2 separate regions of the Mus musculus genome follow, and region 1 is linked to region 2. The links are chromatin contacts, called in public promoter capture Hi-C maps. All regions are on one chromosome and are shown on one strand. Each heading gives the region's core, a stretch centred on a gene start, on an enhancer-like site or on the middle of the called end of the contact. The rest is flanking DNA. Distances are from core to core; before and after follow the strand shown.

Region 1 (2,700 bases), core at 132-2,631, 550 kb after region 2:
ACACTTGTGCCTGAGGCAGTCAGAGAGGCTGTTGGATTCCCTGGAACTGGAGTAGACCTTTGTGAGCTGCCAAATGGGTGGGTTCTGGGAACAAAACCTAGGACCTCTGGAAGACCAGACATTACTTTTAACTACTGAGGCATTTCTTCAGCCTTGCAACTAGAATATATAAACTTTGATGGTGGTAATATAAATTAGAGTAGCTTCTTTGTTAAATAGTCTGGCAACTTCTTGTACACTCTTCTACCATTTAACCATCCACTAGGGGACATTAGCCCAAAAGAAATGAAAGGGTATGTCCACGGAAAGAATTGAAGGCCATAACAGCTTTATTTGAGAGAAGTCTAAAGTCAAAACAACCCTTCTACCCAGAAATGTAGAAAACCTGTTAGGCATCCACAGTGGACTAGTACCTGGGAAGTTACAAGCTGTTGATATATAGAAGAAAACAGGTGGAATTATCTTAAGATACCCATGCCATTTGAAAGAAGGCAAATAAAATGGTCTTTATGTGTGATTCTGTCAACAGTTTTAGAAAAAAAAAAAAAAAGAATTAACGTTCAGTTACAAGAAACAGAAAGGTACATAAGGAGGGCCAGTTAATGTAAACAACATGAAGAAACTTTTGAGGTTGATGGAAATGTTTTATTATGGGGATGACTTCAGTGATGTATAAAAATATTAAAATACTTTACACTTTAATATCTGTAGTCTATGCAAATTATACTTTAAGCTTTAGAAATTAAATGGAGGGCTCCTTGGTAGTGATCTTTCGTGAGGCCTTGGTTTTAATTCATTCCTTTGCAAAACAAAAGAACTAGATAGAGATGGTTTTTAGCTGTGCAATGTTTCCTCCAAGTGTAATAACTTGCCTATAACCCTATCCCATCCCAGTCCCCACCGATCCCTGCTGTCCCCTGCAATGTTTGATGTGGATGCGAAGTTTGGGGAGAAATATGTGTAAAGCTATTGATCTATAAAATGATATTGTCACTTATTACGGTATTCTTTTCTTTGGGAAAAGAATATCCAGTTTGTCCCAATTTTGGCTTTTAAAAAAAAAAAAGTTTAAATCTCGAGGTACAAATTAGGAAGACCCACGCAACTTCATGTCACGGTCTTACATCACTGGCGGGGTGTGGGGCGCCCTCCTATAAACTGACTGCACACAGGGCCAGGCTGCTGCTTTCGGGAGCAGAGCGGAGCGCGTGCGTGGACCGTGGGCGGCCTGGCTGCGCTCGAGGCCTTGAGGCCGGCCACCCACGTGACCAGGGCTGCGCTCCCTCCGCTATAGCGCAGCAGCACCTCGCGCATGCGCAGGCGCAGTGCGTGCCCTGAGGCGTGGAAGCTCGGCGGTAAGCGGCGCCAAGGGCTGGCCTGAGGGCTGGAGGGCTGAGGGTGGAGCGCCTGGTATGTGGGGCCAGCGGCTCTTTGCTGGGACGGCTGTGGCGCAAAGTGTAAGGTCAGTGGTAGTCTTTGGTGGCGAGGGCGACAGGGGCCGCTCCCAGGGTGTTCTTGTCCACGCTGCTGGCGTTTTAGGTCTGGGCTGAGGCCTACTTCCGGCGAGCTCGAAGGCGCCGCAGCTTCTCGGTGAGCTGCCCGCAGACCCACTGTGTGGACAAATCTTGGTGAGCTGCCCGCAGACCCACTGTGTGGACAAATCTCGGTGAGCTGCCCGCAGACCCACTGTGTGGACGACTTTCTTCCCCTCTGGCGACGTCTGTGGTTTTAGCCTTCCAGGCCCCCCAGAAAGCCAGCATCTTTACCTCACCTTGGCCCATTTCAAGGCGAGATTTGAATTCGCCGTCGTGCCCTCCACCTCTGCTTAAAGTCACTACAGTTCCTTGGCAAGTCTTTTAACAACGATTTAAAATAAGGCTAGAAAACCAGTTTCTTAAAACAAGTGGCAGGATTTCCAAAGTAAACTTTTAATTTTTTCTGTGCCCGTGACAGTGGTAACACATGTCTTAATCCTACTCCATTCGGGAGGCAGAGGCAGGCAGATCTTTGAGTTTGAGGCCAGCCTGGTCTACAGAGAGAGTTCAGGACAGCTACTGAGAAACCTGTCTTCAAAAAACCGAAAACAACCAAGAACCAACCAACCAACCAAGCAAACAATAGTGTTTTCCAGAGAAATATTCTTTCTCACTAAAAGACTCCATTTTTTAAAAAAAATTTTTTTCCATTTTTTATTAGGTATTTAGCTCGTTTACATTTCCAATGCTATCCCAAAAGTCCCCCATACCCACCCACCCCCACTCCCCTACCCACCCACTCCCCCTTTTTGGTCCTGGCGTTCCCCTGTACTGGGGCATATAAAGTTTGCAAGTCCAATGGGCCTCTCTTTGCAGTGATGGCCGACTAGGCCATCTTTTGATACATATGCAGCTAGAGACAAGAGCTCCGGGGTACTGCTTAGTTCATATTGTTGTTTCCATTTTTTTTTTTTAAAACAGCTTCTCCACAGCTGAATTTTAAAACTACTTTTTAAAGGATCCCAGATTTGAAGATGATTCAGTGATGTTATTTGAAAAAAAATTAAGCTAGACAAAATTTGCAAGTTTTAAATTCCTATAAATAAGCTCCATTATTTGCTGTGATGAGTTAATTACTCTTTTCATAGTTGAGAGCATTTGAAACCTTGATGTAGATTAGATGTTCTTGGATGATCTAAAAGCTCTCAAAAAATGAGTCTCAAAC
Region 2 (2,700 bases), core at 119-2,618:
GTCTGTGGTATATATTACTTTTCTCCCACTGAATAAAACCACTGTTCCGAGTTTCCATAGGGCCTCAGGCAGGCCCATGAGGTCTTCATATTCTGCCTGATTACTTCCTCAGCGTGGCCTCCATTCTAATCAGCACAGAGCTTAACACAGCTTCCCACTGTCTCCTGTTATGGGCTTATAACAACCATTTAGCCCCTCTGATGGCTTGCCTCTGTCCAAAAGAAGTTCTGCCCAGTGGCTCTCCTGGGCAGTCTGGTTAAGCATCAGTTCTGACTGGATATTGACGGCCACTCCAGTCACTTCCCTTTGCATCCCTTCATGTTCTCCCCCACGCCACGGAGCACCTTCCACTCACCCGTGCACCTCAGAGCCGAAAGCACAGGAGTCTGACAACTTTTCAGGAGGGACGAAGAGAAACACAAATGAAGGCCTCAGGTTCACACCTTCCCTTGAGGTTCCAGGAATAAAGTCTCAGTTGTCTGGGTGCTGGCCCCCTCTAGACCCCCAGTGCTATCCCTGCCCTGGCCACCCAGAATCCCTCTGCTTCCTCTGCAGAGCAGGAACTAAAGCCCTAGGCACCAAGAAGCCTCTCACCACTTCTGGCACCGCTCCAGATAGTGGCTCTCTGATATCCCTCCTCCCAGTGTTCAGAAACAAAGAAAAAGAACACCCCGTGTCCCCACAGCTGTCCCACCTCTGCGTGGTCTCAAAGGCCCTGCTCTTAGAACGCAGGCGTGAGGCACTGATAACTATGGAAGGTAAAGCCAGACTCTGACCTCCCCAGCCTCAGCCCTGTTTCCAGAGTCACATCCTCTGTCCAACACATCCCTCCCTCCCCAGAGTCCTACAGGAAAGCAGAGATAGAAGGAAGGAGAAGCATCCTGAGCCAAGATGGAGCTTGAGGAGTAGACTTGGAGACTCTTCCAGAGAAGAAGGAACCCTATGCTTCAAAAGGGGGCTACCAAGGGGCCGTGAAGGGTCCTGTCTCACCTGCTGTCCTCTGCGATGGGTGGGGCTGGAACTGAGAGGTCTGGGAGGAGCTGGCTTAAAGCTGACCCCAGAGAGAGGAGAGCAAGAAGGGGGTGGAGGGATGGGGCCTGACATGGAGTCTCTCAGTTTGCCAGCAAGTAGCTGACAGGAAAGGGCCCCACTTGAGGGGGGTCCATCAGGAGTAGATGATCAGGCCTGCTGGAGCAGGGATACAGGTGACACAGATACACTCATACACCCAAGGTGGCACAGGCCAGCACCTGCTCAGAAAGCTCTATCCCTGACTGGGAGAGAGAGCACTGTGCAATCAAAGGATTCCACAGGAACAATCAGTGCCAACCCCAGCTCTTACCTCGCCCACCTTCTCCAGCTCTCCAGTGCCCAGTGAGGAGCTGCCTGCTGGAAAACCCCTAAAGGGGCCCTCAGTCCCAGCTGCCTGCCAGGAAGTGTTGAGGTCTGCCCATTCCCCCTCCCCTTCTGGCTCCCACCCAGGTTCTTCCTCCTGCCAGGGCTGAAGTTCTCAACTACTGCCAGCGCCTCTGTGTGAGCTCTGGCCTTCCCTGCTGCACACTTCCCCGGTCCCAGAGGAATCAGGTAAGACAGCCCACCATCACTTTAGCATAGCTCGTTTCCCAGTCCATCCAGATCCATCCAGTCTGACGCCCTGCGAGCTTGCTAGGGGAGTGGACACACTGGGGTGTGCCTCCAGGGACAGGTATGGCCTCCATCTCTACCACTCAATTCTGTGGGGACAGGGTCAGTCAGTGCTTGTCGTTCATCCAAGGAGATGGTGGCGTCTGGGTGAGGTGGTCCCTGGGACCCTGGTAGGGAAGAGATAATTGCAACAGAAGCTTATGGGGCAGTTAGAGGGGGACACTGTTTAAGGGGCTTGGCCTCTGACCTGGATTCAGAAAATGCTGGGGAGAAGAGATCCAATCAGAGGTTGGGTGAAGAGATAGGTTGTGTGCGTTCTGCTTGATCCAAACATCAGGCTCCTGAAGACCATGGCAGTGGGGCACAAAGCAAATGTGGGGTGAAGCGGGTACTCCAGCATCAGGCTTCCCTGACAGACAACCCTCCAAAAGAGCTGAAGATACAGCTCCACAGCCAGGGGCAGCCATTCTGTGTCTCTGTTAGCCCCCAACTCCAAGCCGCCTCTGAAACATCTGCCAAATATTTCTTCCTGCTTTTCCTTTTCTCCCTCACAGACGATGTCCACAGACATGGAGACTGCAGTCGTCGGCAAGGTGGACCCTGAGGCTCCACAACCCACCCACATTGATGTGCACATCCACCAGGAGTCTGCTCTGGCCAAACTTCTGCTGGCCGGATGCTCATTGCTAAGGATTCCAGCATCCGCTTCCACCCAGAGCCAGGGCAGCAGCAGAGTGCTGGTGGCCTCCTGGGTGAGAGTAGCTACGTGCTTGATGGGCCCAGGGAGGGACCCTCATTTGGGCCATATTTTCCTCTGGCCTCCTCTATACATCTGTCCTCCTAAGACATTGAGTTGATTTTGTCTGTGTGTACAGACAGTTGCAGCTAACAGGTAGCCCTGCTGCTGGAGAGCTGTGTTTCAAGTCCTCTCTCTTCCAGGTGGTGCAGACTGTGCTGGGGGCTCTGAGTGTGGTTCTGGGTGGAACCCTCTACATAGGCCATTATTTAGCCATGTATTCCGAAGGCGCCCCCTTCTGGACTGGGATCGTGGTGAGT

Evidence for each region. Promoter capture Hi-C pulls out the DNA fragments that hold promoters and counts their contacts.
Region 1: a contact with region 2 is called in a promoter capture Hi-C map of embryonic stem cells, with 5 times the contacts expected there. The contact joins the promoter of Stk31 here to the promoter of Tmem176b in region 2. A contact is called at or near these places in 12 of 39 promoter capture datasets (the 3T3-L1 cell line, the C10 cell line, the HPC-7 cell line and 6 more), 2 of 484 Hi-C or Micro-C datasets (the G1E-ER4 cell line and muscle stem cells) and 2 of 9 other capture datasets (embryonic stem cells and macrophages).

What each region holds. Positions count from the first base shown.
Region 1 is chr6:49,394,223-49,396,922 of GRCm38.p6, forward strand. It overlaps Stk31 (serine threonine kinase 31), which reads left to right and starts at 1,382. Exons shown (of 24, transcript NM_029916.2): 1 at 1,382-1,462. The coding sequence starts at 1,413.
Region 2 is chr6:48,840,006-48,842,705 of GRCm38.p6, forward strand. It overlaps Tmem176b (transmembrane protein 176B), which reads right to left and starts at 1,369. Exons shown (of 7, transcript NM_001164207.1): 1 at 991-1,369. It overlaps Tmem176a (transmembrane protein 176A), which reads left to right and starts at 1,478. Exons shown (of 7, transcript NM_025326.4): 1 at 1,478-1,584; 2 at 2,199-2,396; 3 at 2,584-2,694. The coding sequence starts at 2,202.